Linked DNA regions of Mus musculus: all the other regions are linked to region 1. The links are chromatin contacts, called in public Hi-C, HiChIP or PLAC-seq and promoter capture Hi-C maps. All regions are on one chromosome and are shown on one strand. The core of a region is the stretch at or near the end of the contact, and the rest is flanking DNA. Distances in the headings are between cores, read along the strand shown. Region 1 has its middle 220 kb from the start of Gm40261. Region 2 overlaps Cdk14 (cyclin-dependent kinase 14). Region 3 overlaps Cdk14 (cyclin-dependent kinase 14). Region 4 overlaps Cdk14 (cyclin-dependent kinase 14). Region 5 holds the start of Mterf1b (mitochondrial transcription termination factor 1b). Region 6 has its middle 31 kb from the start of Fzd1.

The links. Promoter capture Hi-C pulls out the DNA fragments that hold promoters and counts their contacts. A called contact is a pair of places that touch in the nucleus more often than the background predicts. HiChIP or PLAC-seq counts read pairs in DNA pulled down with a chosen protein or histone mark.
Region 2: a Hi-C map of uterus shows a contact between it and region 1, with 3 times the contacts expected there. The contact joins two enhancer-like sites. A contact is called at or near these places in 1 of 15 datasets of contacts at CTCF or cohesin (the NIH/3T3 cell line), 8 of 484 Hi-C or Micro-C datasets (the HL-1 cell line, brown adipocytes, embryonic fibroblasts and 5 more) and 1 of 115 datasets of contacts at active chromatin or transcription factors (astrocytes).
Region 3: a Hi-C map of uterus shows a contact between it and region 1, with 2.8 times the contacts expected there. The contact joins two enhancer-like sites. A contact is called at or near these places in 3 of 39 promoter capture datasets (cranial neural crest, embryonic stem cells and liver), 2 of 484 Hi-C or Micro-C datasets (liver and uterus), 3 of 115 datasets of contacts at active chromatin or transcription factors (astrocytes, embryonic basal ganglia and embryonic limb bud) and 1 of 9 other capture datasets (embryonic tail).
Region 4: a Hi-C map of uterus shows a contact between it and region 1, with 1.7 times the contacts expected there. The contact joins two enhancer-like sites. A contact is called at or near these places in 3 of 484 Hi-C or Micro-C datasets (epidermal suprabasal cells and uterus) and 1 of 115 datasets of contacts at active chromatin or transcription factors (astrocytes).
Region 5: a promoter capture Hi-C map of the SN4741 cell line shows a contact between it and region 1, with 4 times the contacts expected there. The contact joins the promoter of Mterf1b here to the enhancer-like site in region 1. A contact is called at or near these places in 4 of 39 promoter capture datasets (the 3T3-L1 cell line, the SN4741 cell line, cranial neural crest and 1 more), 1 of 115 datasets of contacts at active chromatin or transcription factors (astrocytes) and 2 of 9 other capture datasets (adipose tissue and pancreatic islet).
Region 6: a contact with region 1 is called in a FOXA1 HiChIP or PLAC-seq map of pancreatic cancer cells. The contact joins two enhancer-like sites. A contact is called at or near these places in 1 of 15 datasets of contacts at CTCF or cohesin (the NIH/3T3 cell line) and 1 of 115 datasets of contacts at active chromatin or transcription factors (pancreatic cancer cells).

What each region holds. Positions count from the first base shown.
Region 1 is chr5:4,494,701-4,498,332 of GRCm38.p6, forward strand. No RefSeq gene overlaps it. Among named protein-coding and RNA genes, the nearest start is that of Gm40261, 220 kb to the left of the region's middle. Within about 2 kb of position 1,536, at least 122 of the 459 cell types and tissues checked have an H3K27ac peak or open chromatin away from gene starts, as enhancers often do. A contact at or near this core is called in the SN4741 cell line, adipose tissue, astrocytes and 2 more, where this site is marked.
Region 2 is chr5:4,917,291-4,920,922 of GRCm38.p6, forward strand. All of the region lies in intron 12 of Cdk14 (cyclin-dependent kinase 14), which reads right to left. Among named protein-coding and RNA genes, the nearest start is that of Fzd1, 160 kb to the left of the region's middle. Within about 2 kb of position 1,936, at least 9 of the 459 cell types and tissues checked have an H3K27ac peak or open chromatin away from gene starts, as enhancers often do. A contact at or near this core is called in uterus, where this site is marked.
Region 3 is chr5:4,849,813-4,853,444 of GRCm38.p6, forward strand. The region is part of intron 14 of Cdk14 (cyclin-dependent kinase 14); the gene reads right to left. Among named protein-coding and RNA genes, the nearest start is that of Fzd1, 93 kb to the left of the region's middle. Within about 2 kb of position 1,594, at least 31 of the 459 cell types and tissues checked have an H3K27ac peak or open chromatin away from gene starts, as enhancers often do. A contact at or near this core is called in uterus, where this site is marked.
Region 4 is chr5:4,824,495-4,828,126 of GRCm38.p6, forward strand. The region is part of intron 14 of Cdk14 (cyclin-dependent kinase 14); the gene reads right to left. Among named protein-coding and RNA genes, the nearest start is that of Fzd1, 68 kb to the left of the region's middle. Within about 2 kb of position 1,672, at least 34 of the 459 cell types and tissues checked have an H3K27ac peak or open chromatin away from gene starts, as enhancers often do. A contact at or near this core is called in uterus, where this site is marked.
Region 5 is chr5:4,190,575-4,194,206 of GRCm38.p6, forward strand. It overlaps Mterf1b (mitochondrial transcription termination factor 1b), which reads left to right and starts at 1,793. Exons shown (of 2, transcript NM_001042670.1): 1 at 1,793-1,844.
Region 6 is chr5:4,787,090-4,790,721 of GRCm38.p6, forward strand. No RefSeq gene overlaps it. Among named protein-coding and RNA genes, the nearest start is that of Fzd1, 31 kb to the left of the region's middle. Within about 2 kb of position 1,537, at least 26 of the 459 cell types and tissues checked have an H3K27ac peak or open chromatin away from gene starts, as enhancers often do. A contact at or near this core is called in pancreatic cancer cells, where this site is marked.

The DNA.
Region 1 (3,632 bases), core at 286-2,785:
CAGCGTGTCTGAGAATGCCACTTGGGAGTCTTTGCAGTTAACCCATGCTTGGGATGGAGAGGCCTAGCAAATATGGTCAGTTTCAGGCTCTTCTGAACCTTTTGAGTTTTTTATTTCCATGGGATACTTCATTTCCTGGTTACTCTTAGAAGAAATTGTTACACAGCAAACAGGAAAAACCCTTCTTTATGTGTTTTCTACTCACAGACTCATTCCATTTCCCCAGCACTGTACTTTAAAAGTTTTGGCTTTTGGAAAGCAAAAGTCCGAAATCTTTAGAGACTTCTCACTTTTTACAGGGGAAGAAAAAGAACTTTCCCTGGAGCAGGAGAGAGCTGAACTCTTAAGTAGGACAGGCATGGTAGTGGCAAGTGTGAGGGAAGATACTATCACAAACTACTTAGCTACAAAGAGAATATTTGGTAGGGCTCAGAAATGTAAAAGAACACCATCTTCCCCACAAGGTCCAGCTTCCATCCGCACCCCCACCAGCCCCCTAGGTCCCAGAGAACAATAAGGTCCAAAGGGGATGTTCCTGGAAGCCGGTCATCTGTCTTGGTCTCCCGCTTTCAGAGAATGTGAATTTGTTCATCCCACACCCAGTCCAAGAGTGAAGCTGAAGAGAACTTTCCAGTTCGACTCGTGTTGATTCCTACCTTGTCAGAACTGGTCTCTTACAAATAATCCTAAGAAGTGAGCAGGGGTCACATCCAGACACTGGGGAGCAGAGACGACCGGACCAGCTGAAGGTCCTCCCATCTAGGCCCAAGAGTTACAACCCCAACCCTCACCACGCCCCTGACCTTCAGCTATTCAGACTTTTTCTTTTAAGATAACCTCAGGCTCGCATGGGCTGGAACTAGGTGCTGGCACATAATATAACATGTGCAGCTTGGTCTTTATGCAGGTCCCGCAATGACAGACGCAGGGAGCTGTTCTTGAATCTGTTGCTTGCCTGTGGATCCTGTTCCCCAAGCTGTGCTGCCTTGTCTGGCCTCAGTGGGAGAGGATGCTCCTGCAAAGAGCGGATGTGCTGCAGGGAGGGGGACACCAAGGGGAGCAACCCCTTCTCAAAGGAGAAGGGGAGGGAATAGGGGAAGGATTTATGTGAGAGGGTACTGGGAGGAGAGGGGAGCGGTTATATTAGGATGTAAAGTGAATAAACAAATTAAAAAAATAGCTTCAGGCTTTTTGCTAGGCTTTTTGCTACCTGTTCAAACATAGGGGCAGCACTGGCCTATGGTATTTAAACCTAATTTTTTCACTTGGCTTTGTTTCCTCATCGCCCAGGTGGGTGAATAATTTGGCTACCTGTAAAGCCATCTTTGTGGGTCAGAGAAACCCTGTCTCGAAAAACAAAACAAACAAACAAAAAGAAAAGAAAAGAAAAGAAAAGAAAAGAAAAGAAAAGAAAAGAAAAGAAAAGAAAAAAGAAAAGCCATCTTGTGAAGCCCTGCCTTTTTTATGCACCACTGACAGCAAATACTTCACGACTGAGTCAGAGCCACAGTCATTGTGGAGGTCGCCCTGGGCTGCCTTGTCTTCAATGGTGTCCTTGCCAGGCTGCCAAGGAAGCTCTTGCTGGGCAAGCTGGGAACACACTGTCTGTTGGAAGAATGTCCCATTCAGGAGCTGCGGTTTGTGCCAAGGCTCGACAGTCCCCACAAAGGCGCACAGGGGCGACCCAGAGAAGGAAATGAACAACAAAAACCCCAAAGCCTGGCTGACATACACTGCCCGGGAGCTTTCTGTTCCAGCATGCTGTCTTCTGGCAACCGACAAACGGACACAGGGCCACACAAGAGGAATACGTTTCAAGGAGGAAAACTTTGTGCCAGATAAGAAATGAGATATAATAATAAAGCTGGACCGAGGTAGTCTATGGACTTAGGAAGTTATAAAATATTTATGGGGAAATTCTTCGCTTGGGGATGAGAGTCTGAATGTCGGAAGAAGCTTGGAGACAGGAGAGGGGGCGGGATGGGGGATGTTTACCGAGTTAAGACACGCTCCTTTGTTAGTTCCTCGGTGTGTAAGAGGAGGTTTTGTAAGATGTGAGGAAAAGCTTCAGAGAAGAGCAACGAGGCAGGCTGAGCCTTGTCGGTAGGACCAGGACATGAGCAGATGAAACCTAATACAATAGTCATAATGAAGAACTCCTTCTCCGTAGCCTCAGAAGGACTGGGAATGTGGGACCCTATGTACTCTATCTGCGCGTTTAATCTCTGTGAATGAGAGAGGAATCCAGGACTCTGGGCAAGACCTTAGGAGCTGAAAGACACGCTGAACAGTTTCCTCTCATCAATGTGGCACTCAAAGGTGCTGAGCAAACAAACACAGGAAAACCTTTTTTTTTTTGCTATTGATGCTGTTCCACAGTTAGGCAATTGTCAGCTGTGAGGTCATAGCTTTAACAAGCTTTCCCACTACAGGAAAAAAGTACTTGAGAGGAATTTAACCTTTTTCCTCCTGGAGAGTTGATTAAAAAAACTATTGAATTTGCTCTTTGACAACTTCATACACATATAAAGCATATTCCAATTACTATACCCTCTTACCTTTTCTTATTTCTCATCTCCATTCCATCTTTATACCTCTTCCATACCTTCCCTCAAGGCACATTCCTATATTCATGAGGGTTTTGTTGTTGTTTTGTTTTGCTTTGTTTATAGGCCTGCTGAATTTAACCAGGATTTAGAACCATCCACCGGAGTCTGATGCTGATGTGCTCCAGAGTAAGCTAGGAGTAGTTCATTGGGAAGCGGTTTCATCTGGGAACCTCTCCCCTGCGACTCTCTCTCTCTCTGTCTCTCTCTCTCTCTCTGTGTCTCTGTCTCTCTCTCTCTGTCTCTCTCTCTGTCTCTCTGTCTCTGTCTCTCTCTCTCTGTCTCTCTCTGTCTCTCAGTCTGTCTGTCTCTGTCTGTCTGTCTGTCTGTCTCTGTCTGTCTGTCTGTCTGTCTGTCTCTCTCTCTCTCTCTCTTTCTCTCTCTCTCTTCCATAATTGACTATTGGCAGGCCCAGTCTTGTTATGAACTCACTGTAGGCAGCCACAGCTGAGTTGAGACCACAGCTGCAGTGGTTCTGCCATGGCCAGAATATGGCCCTTTCTCCCTTATCTCCTTCAAGAGAATTAAAGGAAACATTTATCATGGCTTTCAGTGTTTTGAGGTCCAATTCAAGTCTCTCGCCCACTTATTGCCCAAAACAGTCACTGCAGGCTACAGACTAATCAGGTAGGGCAGACTCTTGGCCTCCGTTCACAGTGGATGAGTTGATGCAGAGTTTTGCAGGCTTTGCCTGGAGGCCACCACCCAGTGCGCCCAGGTCTCTACTACAGTCCTTACCTATCTCATCCCCTTGCCATACCACTGAGGCTTTTAGTAAAGGCTGCCTCACACTGACAGTTTGCTGGGACAGGTCAGCCACAGAGTGACAAGACACCAGCAAGATGCAACTTCTTGCTATAAAAAGAGCACGACCCATGTGGAAAGAAAAGAATAACCGTGAAAAGGCTATTTTTATACATAATACAGAATTTGGGAATTCTTTTCAGTTTGTTTAAAAAAGTGAATTTTAAAAATCAAATCCAGGCATAGGAATCAAAGTTCTGCCTGGATTAGAAGCCGTGATGC
Region 2 (3,632 bases), core at 686-3,185, 420 kb after region 1:
CGTTAATGACAATGGGTTTTTGCTACCCCCCAAAAGGGGAGAAGAAATCTGGCTATGACACAAAATAAAATCAGGGTCTAAGTCCCTCAGGGCAGTGAGAGCCCGCAGAGGAGCTAAGAAGGCTGACTTGCAGGAAGTGAGTGGGTGACTGGCAGAGCCATCCCCTTGTACTTAGCTGTGAATCCAACTTTCCTCCTACAACAGGAAAGTCCCCAGTAATGCTCAAGGAAGGCGTGAGCTGGAAGACTGTGCTCAGAATCCTGAAACATCTTCTTCTTCCATCGAGGACTGTAACCAGGTTTCCACTCTGTCCTGCTCTCTGCTGCATGAAAGCCCAGGCTGAGAAGGATGTCAAATTTGAAAGAGATCTTTCTACCCAAAGATGTGATAAGAACAAATAAAACCTGGCTATTTCTAAGTATACCACAATTGGACTCCTTTCACAGGACTCACAGGGGGATATTTCCCAAGCCATAATTTTTCAATTGCATTGATCACTCGCCTCTCACCCTGTTTTCATATTGCTATTACTGATCAGTAATTGGAAAACCCTTCAGCTAGTTCTCTTTATCACAGAACTGGCCCCAACCGTATGTTTTCACACAATCCAATTCTATCTGGGTTTGGGCGTTCTAGGACACGGTCCAGGGCCCACACAGTATCTCTCACTATTTGATCATCTCCCATTTCTTCTCAGCACTCCCTGTTTGCAAACTCCTAGGGACTTCCCTGGATGTGCCTGGTGCGCAGCCACACAACGCTTTGAGGACCCAAACTAATGAGTCATTATTATGAAGACGAATGTCCCCAGGAGCTGCTTCAGTGGTGTTTGAACAAGCAGGGGAGCTCTGGGGCCTTGAAGCCATACCACTCATGTGTGTCCAAGACCAAATATGACAGCTGTTTGCTTACAGGTTGAAAATGACATTTTCGAGAGAACAGAATGTGGTGAGAAACTAGACTGGCTCTACACATCCTTCTATTGCTGCACTGAAATCTGCACAAACAGGCAGCTGGTAATTGCAGCCATCCTCAAATTGTGAGAGGATATGATTCCAAAATGTCAGCTTTAGAGCTGACCACCCCATACTCCCTTACCTCAAAGCCAATCAATGATGCAGAGAATAATTTTCTTCGAAATATTATGAAGGGAACTCTCCAGGCACTAAATAAATTAAAACAACTACTTTGAAGTAAATAGAATTATAACAAAAGTCGTCAAGACTGAACAAAATGTGCGAGTGGATGACTTTTAGATCTGGCTGACTCAGCTGCTCCCCCTAGTGTCCAGACTGTGTTCTTACCTCACTGGATTGCTCTGCTGGCCAGGAATGTCCATCTCTAACCTACTTACTTCATAGCATATTGCTTTGTTAGGTACATTCTAAGTCAACTTCGAAGGTGTCAAAGTGGGAAAGATGATCTTTCTGCTTCGCGAGAAGGTGCTGATTTAAATCTTAATGATCCAGTGAGGTACCATAGCAAGAAAAACAGTAGAGTGCCCCTAACATAAATATACAAAGGGAAAGACTGTCCCTCCAAACACTCCTTCCTATCTAATGCTTTGTGCACGTATAGCACACCTGTCTAGCAGGTCATCTTTAAAATATGTTCTGGAGGTAAAACATCAAATTGGATAAAATATTCAAGGAAAGCTCAAAAACACAACATTGGGCTATTTCTAAAATTTCCAAATTAGGGCTTATGGCTCTGTTCGGATATAGAAGCCCAGCAGGGAAGTGTTTCCTTTTCTATTTTTTCACACCCAAAGGTAGCCTCACCATGGCCTTGGTATTTACTGCACATCTACTAACACCAACTACAACATTCTCAGGAAAAATCCAGTTGTGCTTCATGAGCACATGTATCACCTGCGGGACCAGCACTTTCGGGGAAGGGTGGGGACGAGCCTGGCCTGACCCCATTCAGTGTGCGTGGGCCTCGCCTTCCCAGCCATGAGCTCTATTTTCCAGATGTGTCTTCTTTGACTTAGTGGTTTGCCCTTAGTTCTCTTTTCAAAACGTTCAAACCTCCCAACTCGTCCAGCTGTTAAGAAGTCCCAAGGCAAGCAAATGCGCTCTTGGATTCGCACCCTTCGCTTTGCTGGAGACTGGATCCTAAGCCTTCTTCTCCAGCCAAAATAATAAAAGATCTTTTAAGTGGCTGAAATTCTTGGTGAATTGCACATATTTGCCAATGTCAGACAACTATAAATAGGGAGATTTACAAGAGAAATAGCTGAGTCTTCATAATTCCAGTAAAATAAAATGGACTATTTGGAACAGTTAAAGCCTAGGACATATTTTTATGAAATTCAGATTTATCTGCATTTAGCCCCAAATCCCCTTTAAGCAGGGAAAGCTTCCTGGATCATGCACTTTCGGTATGAGGAAACAAAAGGGCTTACTTTCCTTTAATGGTAATCATTAAACATTCTTAAACTGATAGTACTTAATTTATATTAAGCTTTTTAGTTTGGATATTTACTGCATCTTTTTATATCTTCTACCACAGCTCTATTATTATAGAATATTAAAAAATATCAGAAGGTAAAATCATGCTCATGGTCACTGATATAAGTAAAATCGCTGGTGTGAGCTAGGGCAGATGTGGTTCCAAAGTGGACAGGATTATTTGATAGCTATTTAGATTGAAGGTTCGCTAGCTCAAGAAGTCCCCGAACTCCTTGGCAGGCTAACACCTCCAGTAGCTTCCACAACTTCGATAATGCTACCTTTAAATAAACTGTTACTTAATTTTGTGCTTTAACTTTTTAAATATTGTTATTTAATTTTGTACCTTAATTAATGGCAAACTACTTTTTGGACTAGCTCATCATCACATATATTCCAAATAAATTCAATTATTGGAAATTATTTTGAATTCATTACTATAATACAAGAGAATGCAGAAATTGCTTCAGTTTATGAACTTCTACAAATTAAAAAAATCTACAAGGTAAAAATAGTTATTATTAGCATATATGCATTGTACAAAGTGATTGGATTTCATATTTTTATTAAAATTCATCATTACCCTATACATCTATATTATCCTTTCCTGTTTTTCCTGTTTTACCCAGACAGTCCTTTCTTCTTCCTGAAGAATCACCCTGTGGTACTCTTGTGTGTGTCATGTCATTCACATGCTCGTGTGTGTGTGTGTGTGTGTGTGTGTGTATGTAAAATCTAGATATAACAAAAAACACGCCATAATTATCCTTCTGATTTTAACATATTTTGTTAGTTTCATGGTTTCCAGTCCACCCATTTTTCCCATCTTCCTGCAACAGGACTAACTGAGAATGCAGCCTGCAGAGGGTGTGCCTCCCAGGGATCGCATCCTTTACATAGTGAAAACAGCCAGCATAAGATCCAGCTATACTACCCTCAGGAGCACACGCAGTACAGAGACACTCGCTCAGCTAGGTTCGCATGGCACGGTTCATAACAGCCAACTTAAACTGACCTTGGTGTCCATCCACCAACATGTGGAGAGATAAAGAAAAGGTGGTATGCAAATATAATGGAGCTTTGATTAGCCATGAGAAATGTAGAGGGTAAATGAGAAAAGTATCACGAAATTTATCACCTTGTACAGTGAACATATCCTAATAATTAAAATGAGCTACA
Region 3 (3,632 bases), core at 344-2,843, 360 kb after region 1:
AAATGGACATCATGAGAGACTCTTGGGAGCTCTGAACGTATCACAGCTTTGGAAAAATACAAGAACAGCAGACATTAAGTCATATGGAGTCCTCTGAGACCCTGATGAACCAGGGGTTCCTCATGAAGAATGTTTTTGATATTCAAGTAAAGAAGTTGGACACAGTGGTATACATTTGGAATTCATATAGTACATACCATCAGCAAATCTTAGCACTTCATTTGCCTGAGAGCATGGAGGCACTGTAGACTGGCCATTAGGAGTTCTGTTTTCAGAATGGACTTTCTGAGTTTGAATGCCAGCCCTAGAGCATTAATTTTGTTTCACTGGGGCTTCTTAGCCAGCCAGCCTGGTCTACCTGGTGTGCTCTGGGCTAAAGAGAGACCTTGTCTCAATTAAGGTTGACAACACCTGAGGAATTCATGTGAGATTGACCTCTGGTATCCTATACATGTGCACATACACACACATACATATCCTCACATATAGGTATATACACACATAAAGACTACTCCTTACAGAATAGCACTCCACTTATTGTTTATACAGAACATGCCAGAAATCACAGATATCAATACTACCTGCCCACAACCCTATAAGACTAACAAATAAGAGTGATGAGTACTTTTTTCATATCTAGCAAGTCTGAAGCTAAGTATTTGAGAGTATTTTATCAGTCATTTCTCAGGACATGTCTGTGAGTTATAAATTATTTGGATAAGGCAAGGGACCTACTTTCCGAAGGCCACAAAATTAATGTTTCAGAGATGTCACTCAAACCCAGAAAGATCATTTTGAAAGCAGAACTCCTAATGGCCAGGCTATAAGGCCTTAATGCTTCTCGAGTAAACAAAGTACTAAGATATGCCAAATGCATATACTATATAACATAAATCTCTGATGTGTCAAAAATAAAAATGCTGTCATTAACTGACAACAGCTTGGTAAGATCAGTATTACTAGTACTTGGAAATGAAGAGTCTGAGCTTTGGAGATGCTTAGCCACTTGCTTAACCATGGACAATAGATGTACAGTAAGAAATGATGTAGCTGGGATTTGACTCCAGATCTATGTGACTATGAAGCAAAGCCAGCAGCAGTATGGGATTTGTAGAGGACAACACACAGCAGGACTCCTGAGCATCACGGACAAAAGCTGACTATGGTCAAAGTCCATGTACTCATTAACCATGGTCTTAGTCAACAGCAGAGCATTTAGTGACAGTTTGCCTTCTGGGCATATAGTTCATTCTTCTTGTAGAGGGAGAGAGAAGACATAACATTGAATAGGGCAACCAATCTTGTGAGCGTTACTCCTTACCCTGATCTGAACCTGATTCTAAACTCTTGTTTCTATATGCTTCAATGCTTAAAATGTTTTGAACACTTAAGATATCCGGGTCTCCAGGATACAAATCAGTCATCCTGTCATACACAAAATATGGAAGCAACTGCAACGTAAAAGAGACGATACCATCCGAATGAAGGCTGATCCAAAAACACCATTTCAAACAACCAATGTTTCCTGTAATGCTACTTGTGTGCTCTCAGTTGTCTCTATGGCATTTTCATAGTGCTCAGTGTGGATCATGCCAACAGGCACTGCATAAAGGGCTTCCACTGCACAGGATGTAATGGGAACCTCACAGAAAACCATATGGCTTTTCACAATGGCTTCAAATGTCCAAAGGTACAATACCGAAAAAACCAAATCTTTCCAATATTAGTATACAAATAAATCAATGATGACAATGCTCTATTCTCCTTGCTAAATTTGTAGATAGGTTGGGGAGTGTGAACAGCTCCCTCTCTCTGGCTGATTTTCAGTTCAGATAACTCATCTTTATTCATTTCCTTTCAGTCACAATGAGCCATGTTGAGAGCAGCTGTAGGCAAAGAGGGGGAAAAGCTCTCTTCCCTCCCTCCTCCAAATCCTTGTCAAACAGTGCTTACAAAGAATCCATCTGGACTCAGTGCTGTGCAGGGCACCCATGAAATAGCAGAGGATGGGAGGGGGAAACCCATTTGTATCTAGTGTAGAGAATTAAAAGTCACCTGGATCTACATTTTGGGAGAAAATCAGTCTGATTAATCTCTGAGTTATTTGATGCAGTCAGGTAGAACCAGGCAACAGAGAAATTATACTTCATTAAATATAAACACAACCAAACCAAACCAAACACTAAAGGCGATGGCAAGGCTAGCATCAAGCAGCTATGTCTGTGAGGCCTGGCCGCCAGTTCCCATAAGAGTTACATACAAAGCTAGAAGATGAAAAATGGGTGTTCATAAGCCAAGTCCAAGACACAAACACAGGAAAAGGGTAGCACAAAGCAAGATCAAAGAGATGAACAGTGACAGTGACTGAGGTCTCAGGTCTTCAAAATCCTCTCCAGGATTAGGTAGCAAATGAATTGGGGGCTAACAGTTCCCTCCCTCCCTCCCTTCCTTCCCTTTCTTCTTTCTTTTCTCTCTCTCTCTCTTTTTTAAATTGGGTGAATAATTTTTTGTTTATTTTATGTTTTTGGATCAAACTTGGAGCTAGGAAGTAAATGCTTTTAACATTTTATTTAAAATGATTTCATCTGTTTTAATATGTAACCCCAAAGAAATCTTGTTTATAGATCGTTCTAGTACACTCCAATGACATAAAAATGGCTCCAGTTTCAAAGAGGCGACTTGGCAAGAAGTTACTGCATAAAATATTGCAGCCCTGTTTACTCCACAGCATTTTTGTTCATGCGTTTTTAATGGTTACATGAACCAAATGCTTAGGCAACTGTGTTCAAGACGATGATGAACGAGAGACAAAGATCTGTGGCGAGCAAGAACCTTTGTGGACGGCTTCCCAAGCTGCCTTCAAATATCACTGCATTGCAGAGTGAAAGGGTTTCCAAGCTGTGTTTGAAAACAGCCAAGGGAACACGGTGGCTACAATTAAAAAAGTTTTAAGCTAAAAAGAAAATTAACAGAAGAGTGGTCACAGAAAACTCAAAGCCCATTCCAATGTTGTCTCTTTTCTTAACTAGAAGTAGAGACGGTCTTCCTCCTGTCTCCTCTGAAGCCTCTGCCAGTTGGCACTGCTGAATGTCTGCTCTCCCATGATATGATCAGCATGGCTATCCTCTGTGACAGTGTCTCCTCTTTCTTTACTTCAGGGCTCCTCTGCTCCTGGGCTCTGTCTTCCTTGCTGCCCCTCTCACCTTTCCTGTTTCTTTTGCGCTCTGCCCTGACATGATTTCTTCGTTTATTCTGAGAGCTCAATTCTCATTCCCATATCCACACTGCCCTTCGTCAGTCTCTGCCCTGAAATCCTCAGTACCAGCTGGCGTCCATTTCCTGCTACTTCAACACAGTTAAATCCAGAGGGCATCTCCACCAAACAGCCCTTCCTCTAGGCCTGAAGATTTGGCCACATTTTTTAATCTCTCTCCATTCTTTTCCCAAGATAGCCAAGGAGTTACAGAGTCATACTGGCTCAACCAAGTTCTCTCTGTACACTCCCTTGACTATTTTAATTTAACAGTGCTGGGTTTGATTTGCCTAAACAGTCCTCACTGGTTGGTGTGAGCTATCCAGTAGCCTAGGAAGAAAGCATGGCACAGAGTCTCATTCGGATAGGATACACAGGA
Region 4 (3,632 bases), core at 422-2,921, 330 kb after region 1:
TTTAAAAATTTATATCATCCCTTCTCTTGAACGTTAGACTAAGAGTTTCAGAATCACAGCACAGGGAAGTTTCTATGCAGTTTTCTCCCAGTCGACATGCGGCAAATCCATGGCTCACATTTCTTTCTTGAGGCTTCATCCTTCCTTTTTCCTTTGAAACACTGAGCCACTTCTGCATGCTCATGATCTGAACATCACTTCATGATATTTTGAGAAAATAAAGATTCTAAAAATGCAGATAGGGACCTCTTCAAAATTTCAGACATTAAACCCTTTCTACAATTAAGCAAAAGTTAAGGATATTTAAGAGGGGGGAAAAACAGACTTTGCACAATAAATCTATACTTTCCACATCTTTCATGTCTTTCTTTTAAATGATCAAGAGGAGGCTTAGGGTTTTGTTGTTGTTGTTGTTGTTGTTGTTGTTGTTGATTTAAGGAAACTAAAGTGTCCTTTGGAAGTCCCATGCAGGGATAGAGAACAGACAGATAACTAGACTCTGGTTTTCTCAGTGGCATGAGTAGCCTAACAGCCATGGCTTCCATATCCTTGAGAATGAGCCATGATGGAGAAGCATCAGGTGCCATACAGGGTCAGAGCCTCATCTACCCCATCGCTGATGGTGACACCAGTTACCAGATACAAGAATTAACACTGGGAACTGAATAGAAGCAGGCTCAGCAGGCCAAAGAGCTTTCTAGGCTGCTTATGTGGGAGACGCCTACCTCTCCACAGGTAAGATGCCTACCTGTTCACAGGTAACAGGCAGTCACTTAGGCTGCAGTTTGCTTCCCTCTTCTGGCCTAAAGGTGAGTGGCTGATGTTTAGTGGTACCTGAGACATAGCTCATTTCACCAGGATGCTATCTGCCCCTCTTCTTGATTCCTATTTTACAGACAGCTGTAGGCAGTGCCTCTTCCCATGCCTAAACATGAGTCCACTGTTGGGCCTCCAGACTTGTCGTTCCTGATTTCCGTGAGATCAAGGAAAATTACAAAGGAGGACTTCCTACTCATCTCTAGAAAAATATAACATTTCTAATGCTTGCTAGTAGTTCTGTCAGTCGTAGGGGGTGGATCAAGTTCTGAATGGATGTGCACTGCTTCACACGGGCACAGCCATGTCAGGAACCCCAATGTCTCAGCCCATGAGTAACATAGACTGAGAGAGTGAACTGAGTAAAGCTTAGACGGATGGTGAAGCCTTCCGTGAGGCTCTGAGTGTGAACACTGATACTGTGGAACGATATGTCCACCATAGCTTTTCCCCGAAGATATTCACTGCTGAAGACTGCTTTCCATACCGACGTTAGCTAAACCTGCCTCCTTATGCACCCGCATATGAGGGGAGATTCGGCACTACGTCAAGGGTACTTTGGAAGACTCATGTGCCACCAATCGGGACACAGAAGGGCAAAAGAGATCTGTCAAACAGGCAGAATTTTGGAGAAACAGTTTGGAGAGAATCTTACAAGAATGGAGGAGTGAGACAGCAGAATAAAGAGCAGAGCAGGATCCGAAGGCTGATGGATGGGCCTGGATGCTGATCCTAAACGCTCAAATGGAGGGCAACAGGGCGCCTGAGAACCCAGCTGGACAGGGTAGAGGAAGGGAAGGTCGGGAGTGCCGTGTGGCTACAGAGGCACGAATGCAAGGCATGTCTGTGACATAGACAGACAGTGTGCTGTTTTGGTCAGACCTCCCTCCCACTGGGCGCCACACCAACCCAGGCCTAGTTCTTAGCCAACAAAAATAAACATCACTCATAAAATTAATGGAAACAATCTGGTTTTCTCTTGCAATAGAAAAAAAGTTTTCTTAATTACTCTTTTTTTTTTTTTTTGTAAGCTTTGAATTGTGTATCTTGTAACTAGATGCAATCTTTTAGAAGTCGACTAGGCATTAGGGGTTTGTGGCATGAGTCTTAAGAGTTATATTTTCACTTGCTGCCTGTAAAATGGTAGACTCTGAAGAGCTCTCCCGCAGCTAGGGCAGTGAACACAGATCTCTCTCTCTCTCTCTCTCTCTCTCTCTCTCTCTCTCTCTCTCTCTCTCTCTCTCTCTTTCAAAATGCATCCATCCATTCCTAAATCTTTGGTGAGAGTCTCAATGCAAAATTAGGTTTTGCAATATGAATCTTATATTTGTATCCTTTCCTTAAACATAAAAGTGGTTTGCATTGATAGTCTTCTCCTTTTGTTTTTGTTTTTGTTTTTTGTTTGTTTGTTTGTTTGTTTGTTTGTTTGAAATTCTCCTTAAAATGGCGTGGCTGTTGGTAAGTGCTCTTGTGCCACAAACAGAAGCACACCAGCACTGATCTAAGAAAACAAGTCATAACTAGAGATAGATTTACTTATTCCTATTAGGAAGAATTCCAACCTCCTTTCTTGTTCCTCCCTTCTTATGTAAAATTAATACAATTCATGGCTTATTGGAAGGTACAGCAATGACGTATTACTTAACGGAAGGCATATCACAAGATCTAAGAAAAATGTACAGGGCAGGGAGGGCCAGGGATGGATAGATTTTCTGAATATATCTTGGTTCATAGGTCTGACTTCAAGAATTAATGTATTTCACCACACAGAAATCCTATTCTCCCAAGAGGGATGGTTTTCAAGGCTTCAAACTGAAATTGTGCATTCAGGGAAATTCTAAACATATTAGAATTTTTCCTGTTTTCTATAGCCTTGCCATCAATGGTAGAATTAATGTCTTTTCATGTGTTTTCTTGAATGCCTGCAATTCCTCACTACTTCTGTGTTCTGTGCCCATTTTATGCAAAGTTAAGAATTACTTAAACACAAAGGCAGAGATTCTGAGACATCTGACAGATAATCGGGCAACTGTTGAAGTGACAGCAAACGTTACACACTCTAGTTCTTGGGATTCCTGAGACCTCCATGGCCCCCATGGGCACCTACGTAAGCACATACCCATACACATAACTAAAATAAAAAACCAACTGTGTATAAAAATACACAGTAAAATGGTTCAAAATGAACACAGTTGGCTTGTGTTTGTTGTAGATCAACTGAGTAGCATGGGGAGAATGGGTGATGGCCAGAGGGGAGAAACATTGACATAGACTCTAACCTCTTGTATGTATGCAGTTTTCTACCATTAAAGAAAAAGCTGTGGAGTCTGGAAAGATGGCTCAGTGGTGGGGCTTGCCGTGCAAGCATGAATGCTGGAGTTTGGATTCCCAGCACCCATACATATATAAAAAAATCCAGGCAAGCATAGTGGCTTGCTTATTTATAATCCCAGCTTAGTAGGCATTTAGGCGAGCTGCAGGGAAAGCTGACTAGTAAGACCAACCAAATAGGAGAGCTCAGAGTCAGCAAAAAGTGGTGTCTTAGTTCATCTTTTAACACACACACACACATGCATGCACACAGATACACACACACAAAGTAAAGAGGAATCTTTGTTGTATTAACCCTACAGTTGTCCTCAGGTAAGTCTGGATCCATTAAAAGAAATCTTATTTATTTATTACCATGCACACAAGCTTTTAGTATTTGAGTACATGGAAGAGAATTCAGGAGGTGAAAACTGCATGTCTGTGGATGGTGTGGGATGTTGCTGTTTTATCAACTGTATAATTCTAAATTCAAATAAGAACACTAA
Region 5 (3,632 bases), core at 543-3,042, 300 kb before region 1:
ACACTTTTCTAAGCTGACTGATTTAATCTGGCTTTTTTCCACTTCTGACTGAATTGCTCTGCTTGGTCTCAAACTAATTCTAGCAATCCGTTCTGATCTTCTGGCTCCTTCTCATTCACTGGCTCATTCAGTCTTCACTTGTGTCTAGCTTGTTTCCTCTTCAACCTGTCTCTGTAAAACTCTCCCAGTAAAACTGCCTCCCCCTTTAAGTCATCTCTCTATTCTCATGAGATCTAGGCATATACTATTCTGTCAAATCTTTCTCTGGTTCATCACTTTGTTTCCCAGTTAATTAGATACCCCTTTCAAACATGGGTACTTCCTTCTACAAACTAACTTTACCTTCATTCTCTTGGGTTAATGGTGTAGAATAAGGGCATCTTTGTATTCCAGCCAGAGGGATTAAAGGAATGTGCTAAGGCATGTCTGTATTATAGCTAGAGTAGCCATGTTGTTACATTAAAATCCCTCTACAGACCCTGAGTGTAATTACAGGAAGATGTAGATTTGTGTAATTGACAAGGATGTAGAAAGGACATTTGTTTATTGAATCCTGGAATCTATGGATGGTGGTATTTTACCCGTGGGTTCTCTTAGAGGAATGGAGGGCTAATTCCTTTCTCACTCTAATTGAGTTTGTTGAGACTCAAACAAGGAAAAGCTAGTGAGGCAGACATAAAGGCACAATAATCAATATTACTAGTTATATCATTATTATCAATCTTTGGTTAAAAGAGGACAGGGACAATTCTGAAGATAGCACAGACATGGCATTTGATCTACACATTGAGTCTAAGTCCTGAGGGTTTTAAGTCTAATTTTAGGGAGGGGTTTATCTTGATGTAGACTTCCCTACTCTCCTCCTTCCAAGTGAGGTCATCTAAAATCACAAGCATCATCACATGTCACTATCCTTTCAAAACGAAATGGCAAAGGAGAGAGATTTGCATAGCAGCACAACTTTGATACAAAGTTGTCTCAACAACAACAACAACAACAACAACATCCCTCAAGGAAGATGAGAACCCCAGAACAGCCTCTTGGGAAACATTGTCTACCACACTGCTCCTAGTTCTCTTTTTCTCTTCTTTGCCCCTCATCTTTCCCTCCCTGCCCTTCGTCTTCCCAACCTCTCCAATATCTCAGCTGCACCTTTTCCTCATTGATATCACTTTCAAGAGGACTAAAGCCATCTCCTGGTGTTCATAAATGAAAATCCATGGGGCATGCTGAGGAGAGAATATTCTGGCAGAAGCGAGACCATGGGAGTTACGGTCCAGAAGGCCGAGGTTGTCTTGCTTTCCGCAAGCCACACGTGCACCGTAAATAGCTACTGAGTAATCCCAGGCAAGGAATAAGCTGTGATCAGTAGTTTCACTTTCTGAGTAAACTGATTATTAATAATTTAAATTCCCAAATAGAAATCTTTATTCTTACAAACACCAAACCAAACAGAAAAATGCAGAAGAATTTGGGGGAAAAAAAACCCAACCAACCTACCAAACAAACAAAGACCCCCAAGGTCTATAAAGCAACCTAAAAGAAAGAGATCAAACCGAACCTGTTCTTTGGTGCAGGCAGAATCTCAGCCCCAGCCAGAGGGAAGCCTTGGCGCCGCCCTGTGGTCTCGAACCAGCCCAGAGCCCAGAGTCCCCGCAGCCACAGTCTCAGCCGCCCCCTGCTGGGCTCCCGCGGTCAGGCGGCCGAGGATTTAGGCACAGCGCGCCGGGCTAGTGACGTCACCTCTGCGCCAGGCCGAGGCCGGAAGTCAGCCGTTACTTCCGCACTCCGCTCCCTCCCGGGCGTCCAGAGGCGGAAGTGAAAGGTGTCTACCGGGAGCGTTGGTAGGAGCGCGGATGCAGTGTGCGGGCTGGGGCTGGGGAGCTGCTGGAGCCTTTGCGAGCGGCTTGCGAGTCTCTGCTAGACAGGGCGATGAATGGCTAAAGGCCATTGCAGAACTGCCCGAGGGAAGGCGAGCCTTCGATGTGGGATTACGGCGGTTCTGAGTTTAGACTCATCAAGCCCTCCACACTTCGTACAGCAAAGAGCTCGGCATTGGCTCGGAATTTGTAACTTTAGGGACAGTGCCCACCCTTAGGTTGTTGTATATATAGGGCATTACGAAATAATGTATGTGTAACGTGGGGTTCTGGTATTAAAGTGCGTTTGCGATTCCGCTACCTTCCCCCCATGCGTTGCCGTTTTCTTTTTATTATGACTGAGAAATGTTTAGTTTGCGAGAGGTCGTGCATCTCACAAAAATGATTTGACCTGGACTTCTTTATTCTCTACTACACTGGCGATATTTTTGCCTTTTTCTTTTCCAAATTAGTGGTGTGGTGGTAGAAACATCGGTTTTTACCTTTTCTGGAGAGATCTAAAGTCTCTTATGACAAAGTCGACATCGATATGTAGTTCTGTTCAAAACAAAACAAAACAACCCTGTACACTTAAATGCTGTGTCAAAAGAGTAGCGGGATTGTGGAATTCCCAAAGATTAGCAGTTTTCTTTAAACACCTGTTAGCTTTCCAGCTGTGGGATGGGGTGGGGTGGAGGGGACGGGAAGGGACAGGGACATAAATCTTCCATCTTGAACCTCGGTAGTTACAGTCACCAAGATGTTGGTGATATTCATGAAATTTAACGAAGCTTAAGAAAATGGTTTATTTTAGAGGAAGATTGAAGGCAATTATTCGATATTTGCTTTTTTTAAAATTTGTCTTGGGATAGTTAATTTGCCAGAGGTTACAAATTCAGCTCAACAATCTGTTTTTAAAAGGACATTGTGTTTATACAATGACTTGCAAATACAACTTGGGTTCATGAAAATGACCCTTTTTCTTTTCTGAAAGAAAAGACAATTTAACTCAGAAAAGTGCACGTGCTTTCCCGCCTGCGAGTGCGCTCATATGTGAGCTTTGAGTTTGATAAGATAGTAGTAGTAAGTGCTGAGGGGAGAGAGCATCTACTGAGAAGGTGATGGGAATATGAGAATTATGAGGAAAAACAATAGGACATGCTTCTAATGGAGAATACACACACACACACTCATGTGTGTGACATGAAAGTAAAAGAGGGACTTTGGGAAGATAGATACAGATTCCATTATTTGTTATGTCAGTTAAAAATAATGAAAAGACAGCAAGGACACTGAGACTAAAATAGGCAGGAACAAGATTGCTTTGTTGCTGTTTTGAGTGAAGTTGATTTGGTAAGGAAGAGAGAGAATGTAAAACCCTCCTGGGGGTGCTTACCACAATGACATTAATCAGAGGAGCGCTACTTTGGGTGCTGCATGGATGCTCAGTTCAACTTTATATGTTGATACATTTAGAAAATATTTATTTGGAGGATAAGTTATATAAAGAGAAACAAAAATCTACTTGTGACAAGTCTAACAAACTAATAGTTTTTTTTACCCTTTTCTTAGGAGTCTTAGCAAACCTTTTTCTTATTTTATTGGTATTAGAATTTCTGTTGAATATTCTGTGTCATGTTTATCGTTTACCGTGGTGCTAATCATCTGAAAGGAATGAGCTGTCTGGTAGTAATCTTCAAGCTGATAGACTTAGTATATGTATCCTTAGTGACTGATTTTTAAAAATTTATTATTCATATTGTATTTGTTATA
Region 6 (3,632 bases), core at 287-2,786, 290 kb after region 1:
TAAATATCTCTGAATACCTAGAGTTTTATCACACAGGGAGGATGTTTTTCTCACTATTCTAGTAATGGCTATAAAACGTACATCCCCTACTATCAACACCTGATAGATAAGGGATTTCATTGCCTTTGAAGGGGTGGAGCCCGGAACTTGATTGTCTGTTGACAAAGATACTATATTAGTTCCCTGTGAAATATTTAAAGCCGCCTCATTTAATTCTCTGACAAGCAGTGTTTTTAAGAATTACTATTGTAAACACCATGCCCAGTGTAAGGCAAATCCAAGCATTGTTAGCAAGTCTCAGAGACAAGCGATGGAGCATATACTGTTCGTAAAGAATTGTCTTCCCTTTGGGACAGTTGGTTACTCAGTTCTGGGAACTGGGAAGCCAGGGAAGGGTAGAGGGTAGAAGTTCCCTCTGGAACACTTTGCTGCAAGCCAGGCAATTAGCACTTCAGGATCCAAGAGCCATAGATGGGCAAAGGTTTCCTTGGAGCTTATGAGGGATAATATCCAATTGCAGATAATTCCAGAGACCTGAGACTTAATTCCCAGAAGTACAAGAAAATCTCCATCTGTTTTCTTCTCATCAGTCTGGCAAGGTTTCTTGGTGGGTAATTGTGTACACCATTTTTCAATGGGCTGTGTAGTACTTAAATTAACTAATCTGCAAAAATTCTTCAAAATTCTGCTCATCAAGGGGCTGAGGCTACTTTCTCATCTCTTATTAAACATTGGGCTGGTCTTGGTGACTCCGATTTTTAAATAAAGAAGTAGATCTTAGAGAGAGATGGGAGGAATAAAAAACAATTCTATGTGGTGTTCAAGGCTAGTTATTAAAGACACTGGTGCTATCCTATGTTTTTATGAGATAGAGAGTCCCCCAATAAGATTGTCAGGAAACAGTTTTCAAGTGATCTTACTCCCCACCCCAACTGCCAATTAACACTAACTATTACAGAGTTTGAACAAAATGAAGAGGAACTTCAGGCCTCCGAATGCCTCTGAGAAGTCATTCAGCCATAAAATCAGGGTATACTAATAGAAAAGAAAGGATAACTGGAAGGAGCCAAGAGTCTAGAACATGGAGCTGAAAGCCCCGGGAATACTGACCTCTAATCAAGGAACAGGCAATGCCCCTTGTGGACTTCAGAATGGTCACACACTACTAATTACTACATGTGCTCTGTTTCTGAAACATCTGTTTAGGTTGTCCTGTGATGACTCTTTCACAGTATGTTAATTATGGAACAAATACAAGGACCTATACCCTAGGAGCCCCAGGTATAGCACTTTTACTAAATTTAGATGAGATTTCAGACCCCAAGCCAGAGACAGATACATAACAGGTAATATATTACAGACCTTGTGTGTTATGGGGTGTGATGGGTAATTTTTATTGTCAACTTCATACATCCTAGAGTTAACACGGAAAGAGGAAACCTCAGTTGGTGAATTTCCCAGATCAGACTGGCCAGTGGTCATGTCTATAAAAGATTGTCTTGAATGATGACTAATTTGGGAGGGCCCAGTCCACTGAGGGCTGCGGCATTCCTAGGCAGGTAGGTCTGCATTAAACAAGAAAGTTCTCTGAGTAAGCCACTGAGCTGGTCAATAAGCCGCATTCCTCTGTGGTTTCTGCTTCAATTACTGCTAGATTTCTTACTCTGACTTCCCTCAATGGTGGATTGTTGCCTGGAAATATAGGTTAAAATAAACCCTGTTCTTCTCAGATTATTTTCTCAGTCAGTGATTTATCACAGCAACAGAAAACAAAGCACAGTACAGAATAGAGGTATTTTGTCTATGGGCTCAGTATACATGACTTGTGATCAACAGTGACCTGTACATCTTTTGTAATATGACTACAATTTCTATTAAAAGATAAAATTTAAGTCTCTTTTCTTTAAGGATAGACTGGCCATGGTGGTTTCTAACAACCTGGATGCTACATCCTAAAAAGCGATTCAGCATCCCTTGGAGCCCCAAGTCTCAAACACCTAACCTGGAGCCATCAAGCTTGTGAGGAAGCAGTTAGATTCTAGGGCTCTGACCCAGCTGTTCAGCACTCTGTTGACTTTGTTGACCTTCTAAGATCTGGTACCAATAGCACAGCCTCAGGTGAACTTAGTTGGACCACCATCAGATTGCAGCCTGACTTCATAAAATGTTGCAACTCACAATCATCTAGATAAACTCCTTCTGACCCCATGGAAAGTTTGAGATAATAAATGCCTGCTTTAAGACACTAAATGCAGAAGGTGATCTATTAAGTAGAAGTGGGTTGCCAGGACAACGACATACCATACTTCGTTCTGTGCGAGTGGAGAGCCCTGGAGCTCAGAGATGTTCAGTGTGGGTTCTTGTCAACAGCTGCAGGTTCCACTCATCGCCTCTGTTTCTCACTGTCCTCTTCCTTATCGCCTCTGTTTCTCACTCTCCTCTTCCTTAGCTTTAGACTTCCTTTGGGCTCCAGGCAGTACGTCCTCTGACACCGAGGTACCACTTGGCTAGGCTAGGCTTCTGTGTTGGGGACCTTGGCAGTTACTAATACCTCGTGAGGTTCTAGTTTTTCTGCAATCCCTCTGATGTCTACATATACCAGCCCATTTTGGCCTCCCAAGACCATATCTTTCCATCTTCAGATCTTCTAACTGTAGGGTCTCAGGGCACCCCTGCATCCGGGCTTCATTTTCAGCTGCCTCTTGGCTGATCTTCAGACTTCCGGCTGCACATAATGGGAACATAGATAGTGTATTTCCAGAAAAAATAGGGAGGAGGCTTATATAGACCCTATCTCAGACTTGGGGAGGACTCAATCTTTACTTTCAGAACCCCTAAGGGGGAAAGTGAAGGTGCCAGAGAGCACTCTTACCTTGATGCCACCCGCCAAGACTGTGGTGAGTTCTATGTCTAGTGCTCAATGAAATCATTACAGACAGCTTAGCTGGAGGCAGACTGTCCCTGTCCGGGAGCAGGAGATGTGATGATAAATCTTTGGGTTCTCTGCTTATCATTGCTGGAATTCAGAGACTGTGGCTCGATTTCTACTATTTTGGCCCCCACTGTTGTTAAGTTGGGAAGCATTCCTTTGTCATTTCTGAAAAACATTATTGTTCTAATAAGGCCTTCTGGAGTCTTGGAGTAACCTTCAGAGGGACAGATAATTTCCCGAGTTAAGCCACCAGCACAAAGGTGCCCTTTCATAGTCTCTGTCCCAGAGTTTGAATATGAAGCTGACATCATTGTAGCTCAGGGATTTATTTTGTGGCTGCAGTGGCAGCATTTGCATTGCACTTCTGTGGTGCAGCCTAACCCCAAAGGACCAGACTGCGATGCCAGCTGCACCACACACTAGCACAGTGACCTTGGACTTGCTAATTCACCATTCAGGCCATCATTGTAGGCTTACAACATGGGCATGCACCAGGCTTCCCAGTGAGACCTCCTTCCCAACAAAGCTGCAGCTGGTGGTCAGAGCCTCAGAGAAAAGAGAGCATCACTTCAGTCCATATGCAACTGCTGGACAACTGCTGAATACGTACGACTAAAGCGCCAGCATTGACTGACAGAGGATGCGCAGTAATGACGATTCTTAAATGATCCCTTATAGAACAATGCATCAGTTCTCTATT